Regions from separate parts of the Mus musculus genome. Here region 2 is linked to region 1. Evidence: chromatin contacts called from public promoter capture Hi-C data. All regions are on one chromosome and are shown on one strand. The core of a region is the stretch at or near the end of the contact, and the rest is flanking DNA. Distances in the headings are between cores, read along the strand shown. Region 1 holds the start of Marveld2 (MARVEL (membrane-associating) domain containing 2). Region 2 holds the start of Cenph (centromere protein H).

Region 1 (7,578 bases), core at 2,967-5,466:
GCTGTTGTTACAAACATGAGAATTCAAAAATGCCTTTTTTAAAGATTTTTCCGGTTACTTTTTTATTTTTTATTCATTTAGTTAGTTAGTTAATTTTTTGAGGCAGGGTCCCTCTGTGTATCCCTGGCTGTCCTGAAACTCTGTACAGACCAGACTAGCCTAGAACTCAGAGATCTGCCTGCCTCTGCCTCCTGGGCTGTGGGAATTAAAGGTGTGCACCACCACACCCAGGTACAATTATATTTTTACTTTATTTAGAGTTCTGAGATGTGAGGGACAACTTTGTGGAGTTGGCGCTTTCCTACCACGTAGGTCCCAGGGTTCAAGCTCAGGACACCAGGCTTGGTAGGCAGGCACCTCTAATTACCTTGCCAGCCCACAGACTTTTCCTGAGAGCTCATTTTGATTGATTGATTAATTGAATTCTTTCATGCTTTCTTCCTTTTTTTTTTTTTTTGTCCTTTTGGATTTTGGATACAGGGTCTTTGAACTCACAGATTTTCCTGCATCTGCCTCTCAGGTGTGGGATTAAAGGTGGACAGGAATGCAGACGCCACCAGCTTTTTTTATTTTCCATTTTGATTTTTTTATACTCCCAAGTGGAATTTGTGGGTTATATGTGATTCTTATATTTTTTGGAGACTTGCCTTCCTAATTTAAAATAGTAGTTCTCTTAGCTGTGTAGTGGTCTCTCTTTGTTTACTTCCCTCTAAGGATTAATGATGGTCAGCATTAAGGATAATGATGGTGCTTGCTTATTGGCCATTTGTATATTTTATTTAGAAAAAAATTTCCTTTGTTTTGCAAAAATATGTGTGAACTTTAATGATATTAAATTAAATGAAATAGGGGCTGGAGAGATGGCTCAGCGGTTAAGAGCACTGAGTGCTCTTCTGGAGTTCCTGAGTTCAAATCCCAGCAACCACATGGTGGCTCACAACCATCTGTAATTAGATTGATGCCCTCTTCTGGTGTATCTGAGGACAGCTACATTGTACTTACATATACATTGTACTTACATATACATTGTACTTACATATAATAAGTAAATAAATCTTTAAAAAAAATTAAATGAAATAAGCCCAGATACAAAGAGAAAAATACTACATAATCTCTCTTGTATGAGGAAAAGGAAAGTCAAATTCATAGATAGTAAATTTTGGTTACCAGAGACCAGGTAAAGAAACTGAGGTGTTAGTCAGAGGACAAAACATTAGATGAAGGAGATAAGTCTCATACATCATGGTAGTTACTATTAATATGCATTTGAAAAATCCGAGTTATTTATTTATTTAGTGTATGTGGGTGTACATGCATGTGTGTGTGCCACAACATTCACATGAATATCAAAGGATACTACTAAGGTCAATTCTCTCCTATCTAGTGGATACTACTGAAGTCAATTCTCTCCTATCTAGTGGGTTTTGGAGATTGAACTCAGTTCATCACCTTTCCCCCACTGAGTCATCTTGGTGACCCAAGACTATATTTCAGGTGTTCTTACCAAAAAAATCATGTAGTATAATACATGTTAATAGTTGGTCTAGCTATTCTATAAGGTATACACACATGAAAATGTCATGTACACCATAAATATATAGTTTAAATTTGTCAACTAAAAATACAATTTATTTATTTATTTATTTTATTTTATTAATTTTTTTTTGGTTTTTTGAGATAGGGTTTCTCTGTGTAGCCCTGGCTGTCCTGGAACTCACTTTGTAGATCGGGCTGGCCTCGAACTCAGAAATCCGCCTGCCTCTGCCTCCTAAGTGCTGGAATTAAAGGCATGCACCACCACTGCCCAGCTAAAAATACATTTTTAAATGATGGCATTTAAAACTTTGTTAAGGGCTGGAGAGATGGCTCAGCGGTTAAAAGCACTGACTGCTCTTCTGAAGGTCTTGAGTCCAATTCCCAGCAACCACATGGTGGCTCACAACCATCTGTAATGAGATCTGATGTCCTCTTCTGGGGTTCTGAAGACAGCTACAGTGTACTTACATATAATAAGTAAATCTTAAAATCTTTTCAGCTCAGATTTCTTTTATCCAAGATGTTGGAAGACTTCCTTTGAAGCGAAGCTTTGGAAGGTAAGCTGATGACCTTGTCTACTGAGTATGATTAGCTTACAGTCAGTCAACACTTCAACACTGCTCACGAAGTATGAAACAGCTGGGCACAGATCTTTCTTTCTAACACTCAGAAGGTGTAGGTAGGTGGACTCTATGAGCTCAGGCCAGCCTGTCTTACAGGATAGACACAGCTATGTAGATAGACCCTGACTTAAGAAGTAATCAGTCAGTTAATTAAAAAATAAATTAAAAGGAACTAGGACTGAAGAGATGGTTCACTGGTTGAGTACTGACCAGAGAACCTGAGTTTGGTTCCTAGCACCCTTGCTTAGCAGTTATAACTGCCTTATAACTCAAGCTAGGCTGTCTAACTATAGACATAAAAAACAAAACAAAACCCTAAAGTACCCTTTTCTAGTTTAGAAGTAACAATAAAAAATAAAAATAATACAAAAAAGAATAGATTTGTTTTGAGACAAGGTCTCACTATGTAGTGGAGTCTAGACTCAAACTTCTCTTATCATAGCCTCCCAAGTGTATTATATTATAGGCCATACCACACAGCTGGACGAAGTTCATTGGTTTAGTTCCTTTTTGGAGACAGAGACCCTTTATGCAGTTTTGGCTGCTTAAACTCAGAGGTCCAGTGCCTGCCTTTGCCTCCTGAGTGTGGGATTAAAGGTGTGAGCACCATGCCCAGCTTTAGTTTCTATTTTAAAATTTCATATTTAGTTGGACAGTCAAGTCGACCCATTTGTGTTTCCTGAGATTTCTGTCTTATGCTCATTTTTTTTTCCTGATTTAAAAAATCTTTTTACTGGCTTAGGTGTAGATGAGTTGGAAAGTGTTTGTTTAGCATGCCCAAGGCTCTGGGTTCTATCCTCAGGACTACTAATATTATTTTTTTATTAGGTATTTTCTTCATTTACATTTCCAATGCTATCCCAAAAGCCCCCCCCATACCCTCTCCCCTTATGCTCATTTTTAATGTATACATATAAATATTAGTCTATAGGAACTCTGCTGAAGACAGTAACACTTTTGATAGCAGAAAGGACTTATTCACAGTTGGTCATTTGCCTTGTATTTTTTGTGTGTGAGTGGAAAGACCACTTAGTTCATAATTTCAAGGAGTTTTCTGTTTGGTTCCCACTGATGTCTTCGCTGTGACTCTGACAGGTTGAAAATGGAAGCCCTGACTGACCGAGAGCTGGGGCTGATAGACCCTGACAGTGGGGATGAGTCCCCGCACAGCGGAGGGCAGCCGGCTCAGGAAGCTCCCGGTGAACCCGCGCAGGCTGCTCAGAATGCCGACCCAGAGACCTGGTCCCTTCCGCTGAGTCAGAACAGCGGGAGCGATCTGCCTGCCAGCCAGCCTCAGCCCTTTTCCTCCAAAGTGGACATGGAAGAAGAGGAGGAGGAAGAGGAAGACATAATAATAGAGGACTATGACAGCGAGGAGACATAGAGAACAGCCTGCCAATCAGGTTGCTCCTTGAGAGATAAATTTTAGTCTATTCAGTGGTACTTGAACACGTCTCTGAAGGACAAGCAATTTGTTAATTGCTCAGTTCCTTATCGTATTCGTCACAGCAACTGACGACTGTCATCTTGAAGTAAAGCAGGTCTCAAGTACTCAGTGCTTAGTATTTATTTAGTCTTGTGAATGGTTTGAGGAGAAGTCACGGTGTGAAGTGTATGAATGTTGTACTAAATATCAAAATGTGAAGGAGTAATCCAGAATATACGGACTTTATGGGGTGTTGGAAATTTGATTTATAAAACAGTTTAGGATGCAATTATGAGTATAAATAAACCTTGTGCCTTACTTACAGTTTGCATCTAGCTTTTCGGATACCATTTTTGGTATGTTGTACAGTGGAATATTTTAGATACTTCTGGAAAGTATTTACATAATTTATATCAAAATTAAAAACGTTGGATTTCATCTTGTTCTTCTTATCCTTTAACATTACCTACCGCGCACTGTCTGCCTTGGGTCCAGGCAAGGCAAGTAGAGCAAATGTTCTAAAATGGGAAGGAGCTGGTAGCACCTATGCTATGCCTGCTTCCTGGCCTCAGCTAGGTGGCCAGGCGGGCGGGGCACTGCGGCTCGGCCACGCCCCGGGAGCTCGGTCCCAGTTTCGGTGCCCGCGGCAGAGCGTGCTGTTCCGGCGGCCGCGCAGGTGAGTGGGGCCGCGATGCGGCGACGGGACGCCGAGCCCGCGGGGTGGGCCTTTCGCCCTGGGCACACATCCCCGGAGCCGCCTCCCTCCCGCGGCCAGGCTGAAGCGGGAGCACGCGGGCGCGCCGGGCTCCGGGGGCGGCGTGGGCGGGTTTCGCTGCAGCGACAGGTGCGGCCGGCTGGACCGCCGCCGTCCTTCCGGGCGCCTGGTGGCGCCGCCCTCGCCACTTTCCCGGCTGGCCTGACCGAGACAACGGCCACCTTGGGGCGGAAGCCAGAGTGGATTTTCCAGAGAAGAAAGCGAAGGCGGGACACGCACCGGGTGGGTATAGTCGCGGTGCCGGGAGGCTAGATGGGGGACCCTGGCGGGATTGCTGGGTATCTGTCGGTCCGCTCGCGGCTGCAGCTCCGCTGCTCCCCCACCCCAAACCCCCAAGTATCTGTGGCGGTAGTCCACTTTCTGGAGGCAGCAAAACTTTAGAGGCAACTGAAGGGGCGATTGTGCGTGTGTGAAGGTGACCAGGCTCGATCCCCGTGACGCTCAGTGAACCATTTTTCTGGCCACAGCTGTGGCATTCCTAACTCCCTGGCTCCAAGCAAACAAAAGACCTGCGACCGAGCTAGGTGGAGCCCAGGGGGCTCAAGGACAACCTGTAAGGTTTTATCTGTATATTTAAGATGTGGTCAAATACCGCTGAAGATTCCTTGCTAGGTAGCACAGTTTGCTCTTCTACTAGTCTACACATTTTTGTGTTTTATTTAAATGATAAAGTGATGTAACTCAAACGAGCGGTTTTCCACAGGTGAAGATGAGTTGAATCCGTTACAGTGAGTCATACTTTTAGGAGTTAAATTAACCAGCGGGATGCCGCCGTGCAAACTATATACACCCTAAAGACCTCAAATCTCCTTCCGTTTATTTGTTGTGTTTTTGCTTCTACATTCTTAGGCATGTGTTAGATGTAAACGTTGTCTTTTTTAAAGAGCAAAGAGATAAAGACAAAAGGGCAAAGATAATTGCTGTTGTGCCGGCAGGTTTTATGTCAACTTGACACAAGTTACAGTCCTCTTAGAAGACCGAACCTCAGTTGAGAAAATTGCCCCCACTGAGTTGACCTGTGTGCGGGCAAACCTGTGGTCCATTTACTTGATTGGTGATTTACATCCGAGGGCCCAGGTCTCTATGAATGGTGCTGCCGCTGGTCCTGGATAATAAGAAAACAAACTTAGCAAGCCAAGAGGAGAAACCAGTAAGCAGCACTCCTCCATGGCCTCTGCATTAGCCCCTGCCTCCCGGTTCCTGCCCTGAGTTCTCTCAGTATCGCAGTGTGGCTTGAGTATTGTAAGTGAAAGTAAACCATTTCTCCCTAAGTTATGTGTTAATGGTGTTTTATCACAGCAGTAAAACCCTAAGACAGTTGTCATCTGGAAAGCTTCTGGTTTGCCTTGCACACCTTTCTGGGTGATCGTAGTTAATCCTCCAGACTTGGGGTGTCTAATTAGAGGACCCTGAAATTTCTTCCTGGACTCTTTCCTCTGTGTTCCATCTATTACAATGGTCCAACCTGTAGGGCATGACCCTCTCACAGGGATCCCCTGAGACCATTGGAAAACAGATATTTACATTATAGTTCGTAATGGTAGCAAAATTACAGTTATGAAGTAACAACAAAATAATTTTGTGGTGGTGGTGGGGGGGGTCACCACAACATGAGGAACTGTATTAAAGGATAGAAGCATTAAGAAGGCTGAAACCCACTGATCTGTTGGGTGGTTGTGTCTGGTCTGGTGACAGTCTCTTCTCTCTGGACAGGCTGCATCTCCACTTGGATTCCCTAAGGGACTGCTGAAACTCTTGTGAAATCTCCTATTCTCTGGGGATGGAGAAATGAATTTACCATAAAGCGATCAGATAGAAGTCTAGCATTTTTGTTTGTTTGTTTGTTTTATGTGGGTGTTTTGCCTGCATGTGTGTGCACCATATGTGTGCAGTGCTCATGGAAGCTGAAGAGCCTGTTAGATCATTTGGAACTAGAGTTACAGTTGGTTGCGAGCCTCCATAGGAGGCTGGGAATTGAACCCAGGTCCTCTGGAAGAGCAGCCATTGTCGCTAACCACTGAGTCATCTCTCCAGACCCTCTGGGCCTGCTTCTAAGTAATTCGGTAGAGGACTAGGACAGGGAAGGAATGGTGAACTCTGAAGAGGATTGGTCTTACAGGGGTCGTTACTGAAGCTGACCTGTGGGATGTGGAGGTTCTCGATGCTACCCTTCCCACTTTAGATTACGTTTAAATTCCTCAGTGACCACTTATTTTACATGTCCTGCATCTAGAATGTAAGGCCTTGCTGTCTCCATGGCTCTTCCCATGATCCTTTGGGGCATGTATCAACAGTCTCCTCATGTCAGCCTTCACCTTCTGGGTTGAACTCTGAATACCACATCCAAAGAGATCCTATTAAAACAAGTCAGATCCTGTCACTCCTCAACTCCCAATCCTCTTGATGGCTTCTTACATCCCTTTCATAGCCAGTGGATTTAAGATCTTAAGTGATTCATTTGGCGTTGGACCTACTGTGTGTCTCATTCTGTTGCTTCCTTGCTGAGCTCTCTGATTGGGTATTTCCTTAGCATGTTAGGCGGTGTAGCTGTTCCATTTGCCTAGAGCATCCAGAGGTCCCCTTGGTTTCTACCTTCACCTTTATTTCTATATTTGTTGCTTCCTCCACGAAGACTTCCCTCACCTTGCTGATGCTGTACCCCACTGCCTGCAGGGCCCTCCTTTCTCCTCTTAAAGACTTTGACCCTTGGGGCATTATGCATTTTGCTTCTCCATCACCTGCCACCCACAGTAGGATCTAAATTCCATAAAGGCAGGGAACTTAAGTACAACCTTGGTGTGTCTGATCCATGGAAGGGTCTCAGACAATCTCTGTTGACTAATGGGCCTCCATTTTACAAGTAAAATTATGCCTTAGGATTTCCAAATTCCTCAACACCTTAAAGTAAGAGCACGCATTTAAATTTGTCCTAATTTCAAGTATAGTACCATATGTCTACTTGACTATCCAATAAAAAGGCATAAACAAGTTAAAGGGTGAAAATCAGTGTGCTTCTAACCTAGTAGTATATTATCAGCAAGTGGGTTTTGTTTTTTTAATTAAATTTATTTATTTATTTACACTCCATATTTTATTCCCCACTCCCAATTTTATATGTTGTATATATATTTAGGTCATTGCTTTCATCAAGGAAGGCAATAGACTTAGTCAAAGTGTATTTTGAAAAAAATTTAAAAAAATTTTTTTTGGGGGGAAAC
Region 2 (6,766 bases), core at 4,025-6,524, 160 kb before region 1:
TCTAAAGTCGGAGAGGTACAGATTCCTCGAGAAATGTTTGTTTTGCCACATGAGAAAAAACACAGCTGCTAACTTAAAATGTCAAATACATTAGACATTATACATTATTTAAAAATAAGGCTGCTGACCTAACTACATATTACGTGGTTACTTTTAAGACCTTCTGGGGACAGTTGTCTTTGAGAGTTTGTAGTCCCGGCAGGGCAGGGCTTTTTAAGTTAGTGCTGAAGGCTTAGAGTGGTGTGGTCTGTTCCAGGTTGACGTCGAGCAGCACACTTTGGCCAAATACCTCATGGAGCTCTCCATGCTGGACTACGACATGGTGCATTTTGCTCCTTCTCAAATTGCAGCTGGGGCTTTCTGCTTAGCGCTGAAAATTCTTGACAACGGTGAATGGGTAAGCTGTCTCACCAAACTACCAAGCATTGGAACGGACCACTTGGTGTTGAGATCACTCTCCTGGGTCCTAATATGGAAGGAGTGTGACCATAAATGGTAACCCAAATGCTGCGCTGCCATCTCAGTGCTGTAGCTAACTTCAGTCTTTAGGATAACACCCTTTGGAGAGAGGAAGCCACACCAAGTGATCTAAGAAACCTGTCCACATCCTTGGAGGTGCATTTCTCTTGTACGGACAGGGTGCTACCCTGACCTTGGGATAGAGAAGCCACAGTTACAATATTGTGCTTAGAGCTCAAGCTCTTCCAGAAGTATATGTGGGCAAAAAGATCTTGTTTCATGTGTAATCACACTGTTCACCCACCAGACTCTTAAATAGCATCTAGAAAGTTTATAAAAGGAGGGCTGGTGAGATGGCTCAGTGGGTAAGAGCACACTGACTGACTGCTCTTCCGAAGGTCCCGAGTTCAAATCCCAGCAACCACGTGGTGGCTCACAGCCATCCATACTGAGAACTGGCGCCCTCTTCTGGTGTGTCTAAAGACAGCTACAGTGTACTTATACATAATAATAAATAAATCTTTTTTTTTTTAAAGTTTATAAAAGCCGCCGGTGTTTTAAGCATGTTTTTGTTCTCTTAGACACCAACTCTGCAGCACTACCTATCCTACAGTGAAGACTCCCTGCTTCCTGTTATGCAGCACCTGGCTAAGAATGTAGTCATGGTGAACTGTGGCCTCACAAAGCACATGGTGAGTCCATTGAAAATTTAAGGCTGGTTTATGGCCTATAGTCCCACCATGCAAGGCAGGAAGAGGCAAGTTTTGAGTTTAGAGCCAGCCAGGACTCTATAGAAAGGTTGTTTAATTTCATTTTTTAAGTTAAAATATAATTACATTGTTTCTACTTCTCTTCCCCACCCCCCCCCCAACACACCCCCAATGGCAATGTTTTTCTTCTTCCTGATTGCAGTGCTTTTCTCTTACAGACTGTCAAGAACAAGTATGCAGCATCTAAGCATGCTAAGATCAGCACGCTGGCACAGCTGAACTGTACACTAGTTCAGAATTTGTCTAAGGCCGTGACAAAGGCATAACTCCAATAGACTGCTACATCTGCAGATGCAGTTGGCACCATGTGCCGCCTGTACATAGGATACCTACCGTGTTTACTTGCTCTTCAATAAAGGTTGTGACTTCTCATTTTACATAGCTTAACTCATTTGAATGTTGTTGCTTCTGAGTTTAGGCTAACGGAAGTTGTCGAATTTAGGAGTATATTAAAAACTGCATCTAGTTTTAACAGTGGATCCAACTAATGTATATATCTGTAGCCTATATGTCTATATACATCCTTCACTGTGTGTCCTTATATCATCATGTCTTCTGCCTCACTCTAGTTTAAACTCTAAATCTACCAGCTAGTCCTTTGTTCCATTTTCCAGTGGTTGCCACCTTTAACCACTGTCTCTTGGTTTGTCAACTTTCAGATCTGAAACCAAGTATCTTTTTTTATGTAATTATTTATTTGTTCTTAATTGGAAAATAGGATGTTCAAAATTAAAGGTGTGTTTTAAAAAGAATTTGCCCCCAAGTCTCACTATCAACAGATAAGGGTGTATTCTTGTATATCCTGTATAGATATAATCATGCATATACTCCCAAGGAGATATTTTTATATGGGTTCATTTTATCAACAGTATTCCTATCAGCATTCCTTTCAATGCCTATATTGCATTTCCTAGTGTGAACAAACTGTGTGTAACATAGTCATTCCCTCGGTGGGATTCAAGTGCATTCTCTCAGTGCCCTCCACAGTGTTCTTAAATGATGTTTAATGTCTTGCTTGGCTTCATTCATAGTAGCTCTTCCAGGGGTGTGCTTTGAATTCTGACAGCCAGATGGGTGTGGCTGCCACCATACCAAGGCGCCACTCCTGTCTTGTAATGCCACCTGGAAAAGAATCCTGTCTCATTTGCTGTTTTAATTTATACATCTGATATCAAGTTGAATAAAATTTATTGGTGGAAAGCTTTCACAATTCTCATTTGCCCTTTTGACTGTTTATGTTGTCTTTGCAATATGGAGACTTTATGTTGCTAATAAACATAGTTTTCGATTTTCAGCCAAGGTCGGCCAACTCCCAAGTGTGCACACCTTGTAATCCAGCCCAGGTTTTTAAGTGTACATATCTGATCTAAATGGTGTTATTCCCCTGTAATAATAGGACTTTTTTTTTCTTTTCTTTTTTTCTCTCTCTTTTTTAATATATTTTTCAAAAAAGGATGTCCAATCCCCTGGAACTGGAGTTACAGTTATAAACTGACATTTGCCTACTGGGAATTGAACCCAGGTTTTCTGGAAGAACAGCCAGTGCTCTTAACCACTGGGCCAATTGTCCAGCCCATGATAGGAATTTTTAAAACTGAGTTCTAAGAGTTTCTGTGGCTACATACGGCTTAACGAGTGCATCTGCGTGTATCTTGTTACTTGGAAACTTTTTTTTTTTTTGGTTTTTCGAGACAGGGTTTCTCTGTAGCCCTGGCTGTCCTGGAGCTCACTCTGTAGACCAGGCTGGCCTCAAACTCAGAAGTCCACCTGCCTCTGCCTCCTGAGTGCTGGGATTAAAGGCGTGCGCCACCACGCCCAGCACTTAGAAACCTCTTGTTGGGCCTTCACTGTATAATCCTGAGGGTCCTTACCCTCGTGCTGGGGTTTTCACTTTAAAAATCAACTACTTTTTTGATTTTTGATAATTTCCCTTTATCTTTCTTCAACCCACCCTCACCTGGAATTCTGAAGTTCATGGCCTTTGGCTTTTATTGTTGTGCATATGTTCATAAACATATAACCTGCTCAGTAGTGGTCCTTGTATGTATATAACTTCAGCACTGCCCACTGTAGTTGTCCTGATTGGGCCCCATGACTTTCCCCTTCTGTGTTAGCATCACCCTTGCTGAAGGTTGATTTAGGCTTGTTTAGTGTTGAAACTTCATGGGTGTAGCTTCCCTGACATTGAGGAGACAGAATTTCAAGCAGTCTTTCTAGTCCCCTGGCGCCTAATATCTGTGCCTCCTCTCCAGTGTTCTTCAGTGCAGGCGTTGTTGATAACATGAGCTGGGCTGGGGCAGGGCTTGTTCTGCATTTGATTGTGGTTTTCTGTGGACATAAAGATAAACATTCCGAATTGGGTGCTTGTGTGAGCTGCCTCTCCAGGTGGCCTGGACCTCAATCCTTCTTCTCCCTCCTAAATGCTGGAATGTTTTACTCTTCCTGCCTCTGCTTTGCTTCTGTGATACGGAGATGGTGCTAGGGATTCTAATTCAGGCCTCTCACGTGATTTTGTAACAACTTGACATATACTTAACAGCTGGTGAGGTGGCTCAGCAGATAATGCTGACTGCTCTTCCTGAAAGTCCTGAGTTCGAATCTCAGCACCCACATGGTGGCTCACAACCACCTGTAATGAGGTCTGACACCTTCTGGTTCGACTGAAGATCTGGTTCAACTGAAGACAGCTACAGTGTACTTATTTATAATAGTAAATCTTTGGGGCTGGAGCAAGCAGGGACTGAGTGAGGGGTGGGGGCTGACTGGAGTGAGCAGAGGTCCTAAACTGATTTCCCAACAACCAGATGAAGGCTCACAACTATCTGTACAGCTACGGTGTACTCATATACATAAATAAATGAATCTTTAAAAAGACAAATGGCAGCTGTAGTACTTTGATAACAGGACTGTGTTAACAATAAGCATGGTATGATCAACTTGGACAAAAGCTATGAAGGACCACAGCCCTCCCCTTCAAAGAGCTGCTGTTTTGTTTGTTCTGCAAGGACTTATCCCTCAAGTGACCACGCAAGGCTCATGTACAGCATTTTCGCCTCTCAACGTCAAGGCTCAAGTGTCAAGTCAGCGACACTGGGGGCACCCAATTCTCAACGTGATTTCTAATCCCAACCCTCTGACAGGATCTTGACATGTTCTCTGTCTCATACTCACTGTGTATCCTAGGCTGGCCTCGAACTCATCACATTTTTGCCCAACCTCCTGCTCTAGGATTGCAGATACCCTTTCCAGTTTCTGATAGAATTTTCACTGATAGTCGGATGGAGTACCCGTGCCAGGAACTGAAAGGGCGTGTTAGTGGCATGGTAAAGTCTGGAGAGCATGTGCCAGCACTGCCTCCTGGTTGAGGCATTCATTTCTCCACTAAACTAAAGGTATGGCCCTCAGGAGTTATAATAGGGACCCCAGATCTGTTCTCGGAACAGCAAGAAAGCCTTTCAATATAATATTGCAGGTTCACAGTACTTGGAGGATTGATAGTCCAAGATCGGCTTTGGCTGCATGAGACCCTTTCTCAAAGTGAGAGTAGAAGCTAGAGAGATGATTCAGCGGTTAAGAGCACTGGCTCTTTGGAGGACCCAGGCTCGATTCCTAACCCCCACATCAAGTGGCTTACAACTGCGTGTAACTCCAGTTCTGGAGGGAATTTGATGCAGGGCAAACCCATTCTCCAAACCCTGACCTGGAGTGTAATAATAGGGGCAATAATAGCGCCAGCCAGGACGACTGTTGACATCTGTTTAAGCACTAAGTTTTACCCCTCCGGGCCACGCTAAAGATACAGTTTAAGTTATATCCTAAGTTTTCTCAAGACACTAGGCATGCTAGGTAAGAGTTCTACCACTGAGCCCCGTCTCCATCTATCCCTACCCACAGGCTTCGATGGCCTGTGTTGGTGAAAGTCTTAGCTAGAGGAATAGAATCAATTGTGGAAAGAAGCCTCAGAAAAGGAACGCAGCACGGTAACCACGGCAACCCGCTGCAAGGGGAGAAGCAGAAGGAGGGACTCAGGGCGGAAGGGGCGGGACCCTTCCGGAAGGGTAGGAACTTCCGGAAACCAATTTCGTGGCGGGAAGAACTGCTGGGTTATTTTCTGTGGCGTTCAAACCTGCGGGCCTTTGCAATGGAGGAGCAGCCGCGGGAGAGGTCTGAGGCCGGGGCTGAGGCCTGCGAAGAGAAGCGGGGTCTGTCGCAGGCCGCGGAGGAGCGTATCGAGGACCGTATCAGCCTGCTGCTCAGGTGCTCCCGGCGGGCATCCGCCCCCACTCGGGAGGCTCAGGGTTCCTATTCAGGTTCCCTGGCTGATTTAGGGCTCCGAAGCTTGCGGCACCATCAGTTTCACCGCTTTAGGCCTGTCAGTGGGGAAGAGAGCCGCAAAAGATGCCCTCCGCGCAGAGAGGCTAGTGGGCTGGGGTGGGACATTCTGCAGGAGGACGTGGCGCTGTGCCCGTCTTGAGCCAGGCTTGCGACCCGGCCTCCGGTGCTGTCTTGCCACTGTGGTCCGGGCTGGCTGAGCAGTACCTACCGCCAAGTTACAGGACACAGTCCACCTTGAGGACCAAGACCCTTTGCTGACCAGAAGCTTCGGTTGTTTATCGTCCTACCAGGACGATGATGCTCCCCAGTCAGCAGTTTTTAGAGAAAATTTGGCGGCCAGAAACTTTAGTCTAAGGCCTGGACCAAGTTTATCCTACTGCCTATGGTGAACTCTTCAAGCTAAGAAAAGCAGCGTCTGGTGTATGCGTAGCAAGAGCCATACAGCTCAACTACAGCATAGTTTTTCCGTATTTAAATAGAGATAGGAGCCAAACATTTTGTAATGCATGAAATCTAAATGTTAGTGTTCATACAGCTTATTGGGACACAGGTTTCTGGTACAGGGTCAGAGTTACATAGTTAAAACAGGCTATATGACTGCCAAGTCCTAAATTATTTGCTGTGTGGTTCTTTGCAGAAAAAAAAATTTAACAGGTTTTTTGCAGACCTTTAAAATGCATAACAAAGGGTTGGAGAGTTGGCTCAGTGGTTAAAGAACTTGGACTGCTCTTCCAGAGGTCACATGGTGGCTCACAACCATCTGCAGTGGGGTCTGATACCCTCTTCTGGTGTGTCTGAAGAAAGCAATGGTGTACTCATATACATAAAATAAATACATCTAAAAATTTTTTTAAAACTCATAACAGACTTGTTTTGAATTTTTGAGACAGGGTCTTGCTGTGAAACACTGGCAGCCTATAGCTGGGTGGCGGTGGCGCACGCCTTTAATCCCAGCATTTGGGAGGCAGAGGCTCGGATTTCTGAGTTCGAGGCCAGCCTGGTCTACAGAGTGAGTTCCAGGACAACCAGGTCAACACAGAGAAACCCTGCCTCAAAAAAACAAAACAAAACGAAACGAAACAAAAGGAAAGGCAAACACTGGCAGGCTATAACCTTGAACTTGTAGTAATCTTTTGTTTTTGCCTTCAGGTGCTAGAATTATAATCATTAAGGACCATACCTAGTCATATACAGATATGTCT

Evidence for each region. Capture Hi-C pulls out chosen DNA fragments and counts their contacts.
Region 2: a promoter capture Hi-C map of adipose tissue shows a contact between it and region 1. The contact joins the promoter of Cenph here to the promoter of Marveld2 in region 1. A contact is called at or near these places in 7 of 39 promoter capture datasets (3T3-L1-derived adipocytes, embryonic stem cells, hematopoietic stem and progenitor cells and 3 more) and 3 of 9 other capture datasets (adipose tissue, embryonic stem cells and liver).

Annotation. Positions count from the first base shown.
Region 1 is chr13:100,613,609-100,621,186 of GRCm38.p6, reverse strand. Marveld2 (MARVEL (membrane-associating) domain containing 2) reads left to right here and starts at 4,216. Exons shown (of 7, transcript NM_001038602.4): 1 at 4,216-4,261. It overlaps Rad17 (RAD17 checkpoint clamp loader component), which reads left to right. Exons shown (of 17, transcript NM_001044371.2): 16 at 2,036-2,093; 17 at 3,255-4,023. The coding sequence ends at 3,543.
Region 2 is chr13:100,774,407-100,781,172 of GRCm38.p6, reverse strand. It overlaps Cenph (centromere protein H), which reads left to right and starts at 5,274. Exons shown (of 9, transcript NM_021886.2): 1 at 5,274-5,486. The coding sequence starts at 5,371. It overlaps Ccnb1 (cyclin B1), which reads left to right. Exons shown (of 9, transcript NM_172301.3): 6 at 1-15; 7 at 257-397; 8 at 1,041-1,151; 9 at 1,388-2,434. The coding sequence ends at 1,495.